Linked DNA regions of Sus scrofa: region 2 is linked to region 1. A link is a contact called in public HiChIP or PLAC-seq data. All regions are on one chromosome and are shown on one strand. Each heading gives the region's core, a stretch centred on a gene start, on an enhancer-like site or on the middle of the called end of the contact. The rest is flanking DNA. Distances are from core to core; before and after follow the strand shown.

Region 1 (6,834 bases), core at 3,322-5,821:
TGTGACAAGTTCTGCTGTACAGCACAGCGACCCAGTCATACATATACACACATTCTCTCTCTCTCTCTTTTTGTCTTTTTTTACCACTGCACCTGAGGCACATGGAGGGTCCCAGGCTGGGGTCAAATCAGAGATGTAGTTGCTGGTCTACACCACAGCCACCGCAATAGCAACATCACATCCGAGCCGCGTCTGTGACCTACACCACAGCTCACGGCAACACCGATCCTTAACCCACTAAGTGAGGCCAGGGATCGAACCTGCATCCTCACGGATGCCAGGCAGGTTCATTTTGGCTGAGCCACAAGGGGGACTCCATATACATTCTTCTTCTCATTTATCTTCCATCATGCTCCACCCCAAGACATAGGACACCTTTCCCTGTGCTGTACAGAAGGACCTCACGGCTCATCCTGTCTAAATCTAGCAGGGAAGTTTTAAAAACCAGTTGTGTTTTGGAACGAAGTGGACCTTCCATGTGTACAGACAACTCTCGAAAAGGAAACCACTTCAGAAGGCATTCTCAAGAGTTCCCTTGAGGCACAGCAGATTAGGGATCTGGTGTTGTCACTGCAGTAGCTAGGGTCACAGCTGTGGTGTGGGCACAGCCGCCCAAAAAGGGCATTTTCAGTGACATCCCAAACCTGCTCTCACCACACACTCCGTCTTCAGACAATGAGATATTGTACCTCATTTCCGCAATTTCGATGTGAACTACTAGGATTTGCTAAACTCTTAGAATTTAAAACAATTCTTACCTACTAACGACCAAAACCTACTGTCTGCCAGCACCAAGAACGGAGGCATAACGCACCACTTCAGCAATAAAACATACTTACACAAAATTAATGCAGAGAATGAGGAAAGAGAATCTAAACTACAGGTTGTCTGATAATCTAATCCTTAAATCTTCTGGGTTGAATTCTGAGTGACCGATAACAGACCAGCTGTTAATCCGCTTCAGGGGACGTCATTACCTAAGAACTGGCCCTGGTATCAGGACAGTAAAACCAGAACCGTTCCTCCTGCCGAGGGCAGCATTTTCATAAAACGTGACGACTGCCGTTTTCAGCCTCCCTACCACTCACACCTAGGACGCACCTGCCGAGCTATCTTGCCCTCGACCATCTTCTGCCAGCTCCTCCCCCACACGCAGTAAGAGAGGTACCAGGACCCCCACTCAGTGAGTCCAAATCTTGGCCTCTTGCAGGAGGGAAAGTCTGGCACAGACCCTGCTGACACCCAGACCGGACGACTGCGACGGAGCAGGAGGGGTCTGATCTGACGCGTCCAGCCAGATCACCACATCACAGGAAAGCGCCTCTTGGGGAGAACGCTGTGCGGAGGGCACACCAAGAGCCCAGAGTCTCTGCTCTGCTTCCCGCCCTGAAGACACAGGGATCTGTTTCCCGACAGGAGACCTGGCTGCCCTCATGGGCTGAGATACGGTTTGCCCACAGCGTTATACCCTCCAAGCCCTGCGCAAAGTACTTAAAAAAGGAGTTAAGTTAAAAAAGGAATTTTTCAAGGGTGATAACACCTGTGTCCATCATAGCCTCATTTTATTTTATTGTCTTTTTTTTTTTTTTTTTAAGGGCTGCACCCAAGGCATATGGAGGTTCCCAGGCTAGGGGTCCAATGGGAGCTACAGCTGCCAGCCTGCACCACAGCCACAGCAACGCGGGATCTGAACCACCCACGTCTGCGACCTACACTACAGCTCACAGCAACACCAGATCCTTAACCCACTGAGCGAGGCCAGGGATCGAACCTGCAACCTCATGCTTACTAGTCAGATTCATTTCCTCTGCGCCACAACGGGGAACTCCACATCATGTGATCATTTTAAATAGAGAGACAAAGTCTCACCTTAGATAAATCCCACCTTGTCCCCTTACCCCAGCCTCACTGCGCTTTAGTCACTGATTCAACAAACACCTGTGGAGCATTCACTCCAGCCCAGGACCAATGCAGGCATCTCAGGCCGGAGCCCTGGAGAGGCACCATCAGCATCCTGTCAGGCGGGTGGTCAGCCCAGGAGCCAGTGCGGAGGCCTGACCTCAAGTTCTAGGTCTGGGACTGAGCACAGAGCACCCATCCTGTGTGAGCGAGGGGCACTCAAGAACAAAAAGGGCTGAGAGAGACCCAGTGCACTGACAGAACGAACGAAAACCAAGAAAATAAACTCACTCTGCGTGAAGATTCTGCAAACGACTCAAGTCCTTTAGTCACAAAGCAGGATTCAGTGTGCTCACAACAGCCTCACAGCAGAGAGCGAGCCGAGGGTCAGGAACGGCTCACTTCCCTGTGACTCGAACAGTTTACTGCATCTCACGCCACTTCATCAACAAATGAACAGCATGTGGGCTTTACCTGGGGCGGGGGGCGGCAAAGACAAAACTTCTAAAAGCATCGTTATAGTGGCAGATCAGACAAAACCTTTTGGTTCTGAGCAAACTCGAGACTAAAAGTGGCAAAAAGATTTACAGGGAAGTCCCGCACAGATCACCTCTGCGCCCTGCCTCTGGACTGGCTGTCCTCTCCTGAGAGGGAGCTGACTTGCCACGGACCTCCCTCAGCACCCAGCGCCCAACTATTCAGCACTCACCCACAACGACTTCCCAGTGACAAGGTCGCTGTGCTGCAGAGCTGCTGCTAAGCTCATCACTCTCCTTCATTCGACCAGTGTTTACCGGGCACAGAGTGTGTGCCAGGAACTGTTCTTCGCACCAAACAGCCACCCTGTGGACCTTACCCCACAGTAAAGGATTACGCGTAACAAACGTACTAAAGAGACTTCAGAAGAATTAAGTGCTGTGGGAAATTAAACAGGAAAGGGAATCAGGAAACCGGAGGTGGCGAGCTGGAATTCTAGGTAAGATAGGGAAGGCCTGCCCTCACTGGGCCTAAGAGTGAGGAAGTGAGGGATCCGGGCAGATCCGAGGACAGAGCACATGAGTCTGTTGAGAGAATGGCCAAGAGGCCATGGCGGTGGGGGTCAGAGGGTGGCAAGGGGCGTCCCTCCCCAACAAAGGTGCCCACCCAAGGCCACAGGCTCCAGAGCCGAGGTCCCTCAGCAAGGCTGTCTCCTCCACATGCAGACCTAAGCGTCTGCTCACCACAGATGCCCAGGTGGTCTGCTTTCGCCACGGCCAAGGGGAACAGGCGCAACACACACGACCCTCAGATCCCAGGGCTAGTGGAGGCACCTGCCCCACAGCCAGAGCGGCTCCTACAGCCCTTGGTTTGGCCACAGGCCCCCAGAGGTGCCCGGGGTCCCAGAGTCCTGACAGGTCAAAGGAGAGCTGCTGGCTCTCAGTTATAAAGTTTCCCAAAGCCCTTAAGTCCTGCCTCATAGCGTCACCTCTCATTTGACAGATGACACGATGCTGACACTCACGACAACACTGAACAAGAGAGGAGCAAGAGAATAAACATAAAATCTCAGAGCTTTGCCTTTAGGCAACCAAGTCACAGACGGGCCAGTACACTTGTTTTGTCATTAAGATAGTTTGTAAACAGACAGAGGTGTCCAGCACGGCACCCATTAGGCTACGACCGGCTGGTTAAAATGTCTCCTTATCAAACCTCAACACGAAAATCAAAATAAAACTGAAACTTTTGCTTCCCTTCCTGTGTGGCACAACCAAATGCACTCCGATAAATCGTCTCAGGCACATGAAAAAGGGGCTCCTTAATCCAGCCTCTCAACACGAACAAGTTAGAACCTGAAGGGAAGAGCTCCCGACACTGTCTCCGCAAGACAATACACAGCGATGCTCCAAATAATGTCCTTGCGACGCAGAGAAAACACTTCTTTCTTACCAGGCCGACGATTCACACCCCCGAGATTAATTTACAGCGCGTCAAGGAACAAAGCTCACTTCGCCGAGCTCCAAGCGTGACCCGGGGACAGGTTACGTGGCTGCTGCATCCGGCGGCTCTGCCCCCCGCGGCCCCCTGGACAGGAAAGCCCCTCCCCAGGGCGGTGGGCGCCCGGCGCACACGCCGGGCCCTGGGCCCTCGCCGCCGCCGCCGCCGGTCAGGTCTGGCCGACCACAGCGCGGGCCCGGCGGCCTGGCCACGGCGCGCGCCCTGGGCCTCCCGGCGCCTCTCCGGCCCGGCCGCCGCCCCCCGCCCCGAGCGGGGAGGGAGGGAAACAAGGAGGGAGGGGGTCGCCGCCATTTCCGGCTACGGGCGCGCGGCCCCCCAGCCCGCGTCGCGCCCCCCTGCGCCCCCGCCCTCCTCCAGCCGCCTCCACATCCCGCCCCCAGTCACCGCGAGGCCCCCGCCCGGCCTGACGCGATGCCGCGGGCCCGCCGCGAGCTCACCTGTCCGCGCGCCCGCCCGCCCGCCGGCTCCGCGGCTCTGCTCCTCCCTGCGCAGCGCTGCTGGGCAGCCGGCCGACGCGCTCCTCAGCCGGGGCTGCGCCTCGGGACCCGGCGGCGGCGGCGGCGGCGGCGGCGGCGGCGGCGGCGGCGGCAGCGGCGGCGGCGGCGACGGAGTCGGCGGCGGGGGCAGCGGCAGAGGGCGCGGGAGCAGCACCGGCAGAGGCGGCGAGGGCGCGCACGCTCACGCACGCTCACGCACGCACCCGCACCGGCGCGCGCGCTCCCGGGAGGACGTGGGCGCCGGTGGGTCGGAGCTGCGGGCTGGGCAGGCCGCGCGTGCGCTCAGAGCGCTGCGCAGAGGCTCCGCCCACGAGGGGCAGGGCCCGAATGACAGCAGTGGGCGGAGGCTCCAGAGCTCCCAGCGGAGGCTCCGCCTACTGAGGGCGGAGTCCCGAGTGCCAGCCCATACGCGGGTGCTCCGAGAGCTGTGGGCGGAGCTTGCACCGCGGAGCCGGAAGCCTCCACCGCCCAGCAGGGGCGGGGCCGAGACGCGGGGGCGGGGCCTGCCCGCCAGCGCTTCAGGTAGTGGCTAGTGCGCCGACAGGTGCTGCGGTAAACGGATGCGGGGACTAGTTTGGCGGCTGACTTTGCCTGGAGCTTCACGTAAGATTGGGGAAACGCAATTGTTCTCGTCAAAGAACAAGCGAAAGAGGGAGCTGGTGGGAGTTGTCCCAGAGGCCGCCGACCCCTGAACCACTGTTAGGGACCGCGCGGTGCAGAGATGTGACTTGCTTCCTACCTCCCCAATCGCCGAAGTGTCACAGCCATTGTCCAGCCCCTCCCAGAATCACCTGCAAACAATGCCTTGAATGGGCAGTTGTACCAACTTCTACTCACTTCCCTTCCGGTCCAGTTTCGACCCGTTCTTTGACTCCGAGGGAGGGGAGACCTGCTCGTCACCCTTCGCTAACACTCCTTATAACAGGAGGTATTCTGCCGTATACTGAGTGCCTGGTACATCTGTATGTGCTATTTCATCCTGAAAGCCGTCCAAATCGATTTTTTTTTTGGGGGGGGTCTTTTTTAGGGCCGCACCCGCGGCATATGGAGGTTCCCAGGCTAGGGGTCGAATCGGAGCTGCAGCCGCCGGCCTGCACAAAAACCACAGCGACTCGGAATCCGAGCCGCGTCTGCGATCTACACCACAGCTCACGGCAACGCCAGATCCTTAACCCACGGAGCGAGGCCAGGGATCCAACCCGCAACCTCAGAGTTCCTGGTCCGATTCGGTAAGCACTAAGCCAGGCCTGGAACTCCCCCAAATCGACCTTTCCATTCACTTCTCTTGCCTCCTCACTTCCACACTTGCCCACATCAGCGGAGTCACATTCTTAACACAGAAACTTTATGACACTGAAGTCTTCCTATGACATACTGAGTAAAATCCAAACTCTGCCAACAAGCTCCAGCCCCGTTTACCTCCACCCTCTTCTTACACCTCTCTGCCATCCTTGAACTGCCCAGTTTGCCCCAGGCCTGGGGCCTCTAAGTGGCAGAGAGCTCAGGAAGTCTCCTGGCAGTTATTAAGTTGTGCAACATCAGTCAGGCAGCACAAAAAAGGCGTAGGCCAGAAAAACAAGCAGCAGAAAGGCCAGATTAGTATCTACATCTGGTGTTTTGGGGTTGTTTTTTGTTTTTTGTTTTTTTTCCTTTTTAGGGCTGCAACTGTGGCCTATAGAAGTTCCCAGGCTAGGGGTCCACTTGGAGCTGCAGCCGCAGCAACGCCAGATCTGAGCTGCCTCTGCAATCTGTACCACAGCACACAGCAACTGAGCGGGGCCAGGGGTAGGAGCTGCATCCTTACGGACACCGCAATGAGAACTGCAGTGCCGATGTCTTTCGATTCAAGGAATGGGTGAGGCAGGCCCTGGTGAGTCTCTCTTGGACCCAGTAGTTCCACATCAGGGGTTTTCTTTGGTCTTTTTAGGGTTGGAAATTCCCAGGCTAGGGGTCGAATTGGAGCTACAGCTGCCAGCCTACACCACAGCCACAGTAACACCAGATCTGAGCCACATCTGCAACCTGCACCACAGCTTGTGGCAATGCTGGATCCTTAACCCACTGATGGAGGCCAGGGATTGAACGCTCTTCATCATGGATACTAGTTGGGTTCTGAGCTACAATGGGAACTCCTAGTGATTGTTTTCTGAAGAAAATGTTCCCCAATACAGAAAAAGGTGTATGTGCTGAGCTGCACTTGATGGTGTTATTTGTAATCGTGAAAATGGAAACCGGTGCCACTATACACTAAGACACTCGGATGGAACGATATGGTTTAAACAAACAAGTCACCCTTTGGGAGGAGACAGGAAGGATACCGGCAAATGTTGACAATGACTGCAGGCCCACCAGGTGGCCCCTTATCCTAACCTTGAGACAGGAAGCTGGGACTTCAGGGAAGCAGGTGCTGCCAGCTTAGGGCAGACACACCTGAGGGCTAGAA
Region 2 (7,375 bases), core at 1,630-4,129, 42 kb before region 1:
GACCTGACAGCTCGCCCCACGCCCACCCCAGCCGTCTTCTGGTTCCTGCACTTCTCTCTACCTCTCCAGCCCCCGCCCATGCCACCCCTGCCACCCCTGCTACCCCTGCTGTGCTTGGGCCCCCATGCCACCCCTCCCTCCCCACATCCATCACAGGGGGCAGCTCTGCTCTGCCACACCCCAGTAGTGCTCCCGCTGGGGGCGGGCGGGCGGGTTGGGGGGGGGGTTCTACTTCTCCCTCTGAAGGGCTGTGGGCGCAGGGCTGTGGGGCCGCATGAAGTGAGCTCCGGCCTCGGCCCCCAGCTTTGCTACTACTGCTGGCCTGGCTCTAGCAGCCCAGTGGGCAAGGGTTGGGCCAGTCTGGGTTCTGGGATCACCTGGGGTCCACAGGCATGTGGGGCAGGGACCTGGGGTCTGGCTCTGAGTAGTGATTCCTGTGGGAAGCAGCCTTTGGTGGTCTGAGTTGGCCCTGGCCAAGCTCCCGTGGGAGCCTCCTGCCCACTGTCTTACCTGCTCCTTTGTTTCTGGCTACGTGGCTTTTTGACATGAGATCCAAAGGCTGGGGCGGAGCTGGGTCAAACTCACAGCAGGTCGGCAGCAGTTCCAAGGCTCTGTCTTGACTCCCTTTGGTGCCCTGAGCTCTGTAGGTTGGGTTGGGGGAGTCCAGGCCACTCTGAGGAGGTAGCCACATGGTTTCTGGCCTCCTGCCTGGACCCCACCTTCCCACTCTGGCGTTGCAGGGACACGGAGGGTGCCCAGAGATGCTGGGGTGAATGGAGGCTGTTTTCCACTGGGGGGTGGGGGTGGGCTGAGGGCTCGGCCTCGCCGATCCTGAATGATGTGAATTTTGATATTTGCCGGTGTGCGTGTATCTCCTGGGTGTAGTGGATGCCGGTCCTGTTGCTGTGACAAGTAACAACCTTTTTTTTATTCTGTTTTTTATACAACAACTCACAACAATCTGACACTTTGGTGCTAAGGGTTTCCTGGTGCCGACCGACAGTGGATCTGGGGGCTGGGCTGGGTCCCTCCCCTGCTCAGGGAGGTGGCGCTGACTGGGCACCTCGGCCCCAGCTCCTGTCCTCAGCCAGCCCCTGGAGGGCGGGGGGGGCTCTGGTCTGGGCTCAACTCCCCTCCCCCTGCGCTGGGGAGCCGCTTCAGGAGGGCCTGGGGCTGGGGTGCCGTGCTGCCTGTCTCTGGCTTCTTCTTTCGGCCAGCATGTTCTGACCCAGGGCAGTTCTGGCCTGATGTCCTAGGGAGGGGGTGTGGAGGCTGGACTCTCCCCACTTGATCTGAGCAGAGGGTGGAGACATGGGCGGATGGAGGTGCTCCAGCATCAAAGGTTGAGGCAAGCAGCATGGGCTTTGGGGCAGGAGGGCTTTCTTTCCTGTGTTCCCGCTGTCACTGATGTGCAGTTGGTGGAGGTAGAGGTGGGTCGGGCGGCCACTGCAGGGGCAGCTGCGGGAGGGGCAGGGGAGCAAGTGCTGGTGGGAGCCCCACATGCACTCTGTCCTTGTCATCAGTGGCTGGAGGCGTTGGACCTCCACGCCTCTGCTGGGGATGGCCACCTGCCCCGGCCTCTCAGGTACTTGGCCCTTGGGGAGTGGGGGCTGGTTTTGGCAGGGGGATGAGTTTCACTGTCACCCCCGAGGTCCAAGTGTGGTCCCTGGCATGGGGACCCCGCCGGATGTGTGGGAAGAGGTGGGGTGCTGGGTAACTTGATGTTTAGCACTTTAACCCCCTTCTTGGTCTTTAAGGTGGGCCTGGGGACTGCCGCCAGAAGTGGCTGCTGGGCCAGACCGCTTTCTTCCCCTCTTTCCTCCCTGCTTCCCACACTCTGGCTGGTGGATGGCAGTGGCAGGCTGGTTACAGAGCCCTCCTCCCATGGTGCCAGAGCCCTGGGCAGCTCAGCAGCATCTGCCCACTTCTCACTCTGGTGGGAGTGCAGCCAGGTAGCCTCCTGGCCTTGACTGAAACCTTCAGTGAGAGGGACCAGAGCGGCAGGCAGCCCCTACCCCGGTGCAGGGGGCATGGACCCTGCCTGAGACCCAAGCCCAGGGCACAATGCCAGGTCCCTTTCTGAAGATCTACCTCTGGCCCAGCCTCCCCCCCTTGCCCTGAGAACAGGAAACGGTTAACTCAAGGGACTGACACTTCACACAAAAATAGGATGCACTTTTTTGCTCATGCAAGGGCAGATGAGTGTCCCCCGGTGTGACTGGTGGTCTTCCCAGCTGTAGCCCCACTCCTGTCCCTCTGGTTTGGAAGGGAAAGAATGGGTGCACCCTGACCGCAGAGGGGAGGGCTGTCCCTGTGTGTCCCCAGTGGGTCCCGGGCAGTGGGCCTGCAGGCCTGGGGTTCTGGGACAGCCAGCACCTCCTGCCTGGCAGCCACACATCCTGTACTTTGGGTTTCTTGGTTTGGGTTTTTTAATGCCAGTTCTCCGTAATAAGTGCATTTCGAAAGAGAGGTTCCAGCTATCACTTGTAACCATATATATACATATATATTCTATCTACAAAGTGTTTATTTGCAAGATGTTTTGACGGTGAGCTTGGGCCCTGCCCGCCTTGTGACCATCTGTCCCCGGTCCTCGTCCCCGCTCTCCGGCCCGAGTGGCGCGGGGGCGGGCCATCAACTGTATGTATTAAAAATGACTGTATCAAATAAATGTTTATTAATTTTTTTTCCAGGGGTTTTGTGCGGCTGAGTTTGTGGGAAAGCGCGCGTTGGGAGTCTTCCCCGGACGCCGGCCGCGCAGCCTCGTGGAGCTTGCGGTCCATGAGGCGCGCGCGGCCTCGTGGGACTTGTAGTCCGCGGGGCGCGCTGGCGGGCGCGCGGCGCGGGGCCCGAACCACAGCTCCCGGCAGCCTGCGCGGCCAGCCCCGAGCCCCGCCCCGCCCCGTCCCGCCTCGCACGCGGAGAGGGCCCGGAGCTCATGGCTGCGCCCCCAGCCTCGGCCGACGCCCCCGGCCCAGCCCCGCCGCCCCCCGCGGCTGGAGACCGGCCGGAGCGGCCGGAGGGGAAGAGCGAGACCCCGTGCGAGGACCGGTAGGCGCGGCGCGCCCCTCGCGTGCCGTGGGAGGGGCGGCCCCGGGAGCCAGATCTGGACCAGTGGAGGGTCTCCGGCGCCTGGCTGGAGCGGGCCCGCGCGGACGGCCGCGGGAAGGGGCCCATGGGCAGGGCCCGCGTGGGGCCTTGGTCTGTCCCCAGTGGAGGGGGCAGCGGGCCAGCGAGCGCCTGGGCTGGGCTGCGCGCTTACCGGGCGCTCCCCAGGTCCCCAGTTTGTTCCGACCCCGCACGGACTCGGCCCTGCCCCATCGAGGCCAGAGGTCAAAATGCTGGTCAGGACGGAGCACCGTGCCCGGGGACCCTCAGGCTCTGGGGGCCTTCCAGGGGGTGCGTTTGTCACCTGGCTGGGGAGGTGGCTCCCTCTTGGAGCCTCCAGGGCCAGGCCCCAGGGTGATGGTGGATCTGTGCTCAGGGGAGGGGTGGCTGGCTCCTCTCTTCCGGGTTTGAACCGTCCTGAGGGCCAGGGCCAGCAGTGGCCACAGGCTGGAGCCAAACGAAACCTCCCCAGCCAGGCGCCTGGTCCCGGAACTTGCTGTGGTCTGGACTCCACGGCATTGTGGGTGCTGCCAGCAGAGCCGCTGGACAGGCAGGCAGAGGAATCAGGGGCGAGCTGCTGGGCGGGGTAAGGCTCCCTGAGCCTCAAGGAGCTTGTTGTGTCCCTGTAGACACACCCTCCCAGTGAGCAGTGACTCAGAGCTGGGCAGGGTGATAACGTCCTGAGTTGTCATGCCTGCTGGTCCCGGAGAACCTGATTTAGCCCGAGACCAGGTAGTCTCTGCCTACAGACACGGATTGGTACAGAGACCACACATCTCGGCGCTGGGGAAGCAATGGGCTTCCCGTCCTCAGAGCAGGGTCCCCAGGGAACAGGGGAGGGCAGCCAAGATGCTTGGGCTGTAAGCCTAGACCCATGGCATCTCACAGAGCCCCTTCGAGTCTGCCCTGAGCTGCCTCTGGACCTCATGCGGGCTTACTCTCTCCATGCTACCTGCCTTCTGTGTGATGTGGTGTTTCTCAAGCATGTACCCTCAACCCCCCCCAGTCCCTACACGCCCCCCCCCGCCGAGGGCCCCTGAGCTGGCTCTAGTCGGTGTCCAGTTGTATGTGCAGGTGCCTCTGAGCCAAGGCTCTCCCCGGCCATGATTCCAGCTTTTCCCACATCGTCGAGGCTGCACTGGTGTGGTCAGCCCACCTGGCTCTGGTTTCTTGTCTGTGTGCCCTTCTGGAAGGTCTCCCAGGAGGACTGGACCTTGGACTCCCTTTGCATCTGACGGTCGTAGCAGTGCGCCCCTCAGGCTGCCTCCTGGTGTGGTCCTGGTGGGCTGGGGCCTCCCTCTGGGAGTGGAGGAGCCTGGGTGCTCTTGCTCAGAGCAGTGGAAGCAGGGGATCCTGTAGTGCGATGTCCACGGGGTAGGGTGGGGTGGAGTCAGCGCAGGTCCCTGGAGCCTGCTTCTCCCATTTCGGGCTGCGGCCTCCCAGCCCCACAGCCCTCTGTCTGCCCTGAGATCTCTGTCCCTGAGCCAGTCTGGGACCCCCGGGCCAGGCCCCAGGGAGCAGCTCCTCCCTCCTCTGGCCTGGTTTCACTCAGCCACCAGGCAGGCTCTCTAGAGCAGCCCCACCCTGGACAGCTGTGTCTCCCTGAGAGTGGTGGGCCACTGCCCAGGGCCAGGAGGGGGGCAGCTCTTGTGGGTCGGGCCTGCCTCCAGGGGCCTGTTACCTGGGCAGCCTCCCCTGGGTGGTCCCCCTATCCACGTGTGAACCTCAGGGGGGGATTCTTTCCTCCAAGCCCGGCCAGCCCTTCCGTGTTGGAAGCTGAGGAGGAAGCTGGTGGACCTGATGCTTAATTGCAGGGAGGAGACTGAGGACCTGTGACTTGAGCGGAGCTACTGCCCACCTGAGGGCCTGCTCCTCCGGCTGCTGTCAGACGGGGGCGTGGCTGTGTCCCCTCCGCCCCAAGCTGGGTGGAGGGGGTGGGGCGCACAGTTATTCTCAGCTGAGGCCTCTGGAGGGTAGAGTTTCAGGTTGTTTATGCCTCTAGGAGGCACCTGGGGGCAGGGGCGGGCTCCCGGCTTAGCCCTGCAGCCCGGCCTGGCCTAGAGACACCTCGGATTTCCCTGCTGACCTGGTGGGGGCCTGAGGAGGGGGGTGCGCCTGCAGCCCCAGCAGGCCAGGGGTCTGAAGCTTTCTCTAGGGTGTTCTGGTGACAGAGGGCCTGTACACAGTGGTTCTCAGCCAGCCCAGAGTGGGCAGCGTGCCAGCCTGCACACCGGAGGGGCACTTCACACCCGCCGGCTGGCCCGCGTCTGCCTGGCCGTGCTCCCCTGCGGGGTCAGTGCTATTAATACCAGGCCAGTGCGCAGCCCCAGCTGGGTGATCCTCTTATGCCCGTGGCCTCGGGGCTGGCGCTGAGTGCTGTTGCGTCTACAAAGGCCCTGGGGTCTCTTACCTGTGGGCCCCCTGCCTCCCAGCAGACAGCCCCACCGGCCAGGGTGTGGACCCAACTCCGGCTCCTCGGCTGCTGTGCTGCCCACCCCTGGAGGGGCAGTTGGGCCGGCTCCCTTGCGGTCCTGGGGGGCTGCTGTGCGTCTCAGAGTCGCTGTTGTGATGCCCCTGCCCACACCTGGGCTCGCCCTGCCATCCCAGTTTCCCCCGTGTCCCAGCCATGAGCAGCCCCCCAGCTTACCCTGGCATCAGGGTCTCGGGCTGCTGGACCCTTGGAGCAGAAGGCAGGTGAGTGGCTGGCCTGCCGGCTTCTGGCGGGAATGCCCGTCTTCGCTGTGTCTAGGGGACACCAGGACCTGGGCCGGGCAGTCCTGCTGCCCGCAGGCACGGTTACCTGCTGACCTATGTCCACCGGGGCTTGTAATCCTTTGGTGGAAATGACCTCTTGTCATCGCAGCCAGCAGAGCAAGGAGGTGAGGGCTTGTGTGATTTTCCGGCTCGAAGTTTGTCCCGTTGTGAAAGGGGGCGAGGCTTGTTCGGAGGGCGCAGTATCCCTCCTCCAGAGAGACGGCGGGGCTGGGCTTGGCTGCTGACCCAGCCTGGGGCCAGCCGTCGCCAGCCCGGGGGTGGGGGGAGGCGGGTTTCTGGCGGGTGGTCCCTGGCTTGCTTCCAACTCATCCCTGCATGGCCCCGTCCTCTGGGGATGTCTCTGCCCCAGAAAGCCGCCCGTGGTGGTCATGGCCTCCGTAGGACAAGGAATAGTCACGGGTGAAGGCTCCACCTGGAGAAGCCAGGCCACCAGCCTGGGCTGAAGAGCAGGGCTGGGAGCAGCGCCAGCCCCAGAGCTCCTGTCACGGTCCCCCGACATCCGCGGGGGTCCCGCTGCTGTGAGCGTGCTCAGCAGTTTTCTGTGTTGGCGGTTGCTCCCCGAGTAGGAGGCACAGGTGGCGGCCAGCCTGGTTGGTTTTTTCTGCCCACCAAGGCCACCCTCCCCACCCCCAGCGCCAGGGCGTCCATCATCTCCGGGTCTGTGGGTCGCTTGGGGAGGGCCACTGCGTGTGAGCCCCGGGGCCTTGTGCTCACGGTGGGTGGGTGCGTCCGAGGAGCAGCCGGTGCTGCCCCCATTCCAGGGCTCTGTCCGTGTCCTTCTGGGCTGAGGTGGGTGGCACCCCTGGGGCGGCTCCTCGTCACTGCCCTGGCATCGTGTGTCCCGCTGTGTTGTTTGCCCTCAGCTCCACGATGAGTGACGGCTCCTCTAGCGCCACAGAGGTGGCTCTGAGCACAGGCCCGTTATTCCCAGAGCTCGCTCGCTCCCCACGTGGCCCGGTGACGGTCCCCACAGCTCCTGTCACACCTGCTGTCAGCAGGCTTTCTCGCTGCTCACACTCACGCAGACCTCGCCCTCTGTGCCCTGAGAGCTGCGCTGCGACTGGTCACGTGTGAGGCCTGAGCTAATTCCGCCCTGCCCCCACCCCCACACGTGTGCAAACAGACACCGTCCCCTTGGCAACGCCGGGTGCTCTGGGAGTGCCACATGCTGGATGCGCCCGCGTCCCCCCGCGAGCTTTGGTTTTGGAGAACGGAGGGCACGTACTCGTGAAATCTCCAATTCCGGCGGAAGCCCTGGTTCTGGCTCTTGGCAGCGGAGACCATCCTGGCACATCTGCTTCCCACTGTTTCTGGGCTCCTGTTGCCCTGGGCCTCACGGGTGCTCATGTGAAGGGCGTGGCCTCTGGCTTTTGCCTTCCCTCCCAACAGTGCTTCGGGGATGCTGTCTGCGTGCGGCCTTCCCCGGGCCCCTTGCTCCGGTCCCGAGCTGCACCCACAGTGGGGTTCCCACCGTGGGTGGACACACGTCCTG

Evidence for each region. HiChIP or PLAC-seq counts read pairs in DNA pulled down with a chosen protein or histone mark.
Region 2: a contact with region 1 is called in an H3K27ac HiChIP or PLAC-seq map of skeletal muscle. The contact joins the promoter of UCKL1 here to the promoter of DNAJC5 in region 1. A contact is called at or near these places in 2 of 47 Hi-C or Micro-C datasets (both in embryonic fibroblasts) and 2 of 2 datasets of contacts at active chromatin or transcription factors (alveolar macrophages and skeletal muscle).

The regions. Positions count from the first base shown.
Region 1 is chr17:62,752,367-62,759,200 of Sscrofa11.1, reverse strand. It overlaps DNAJC5 (dnaJ homolog subfamily C member 5), which reads right to left and starts at 4,571. Exons shown (of 6, transcript XR_002339937.1): 1 at 4,332-4,571.
Region 2 is chr17:62,791,900-62,799,274 of Sscrofa11.1, reverse strand. UCKL1 (uridine-cytidine kinase-like 1) reads left to right here and starts at 2,879. Exons shown (of 16, transcript XM_021077630.1): 1 at 2,879-3,051. The coding sequence starts at 2,939. It overlaps ZNF512B (zinc finger protein 512B), which reads left to right. Exons shown (of 18, transcript XM_021077622.1): 18 at 1-2,692.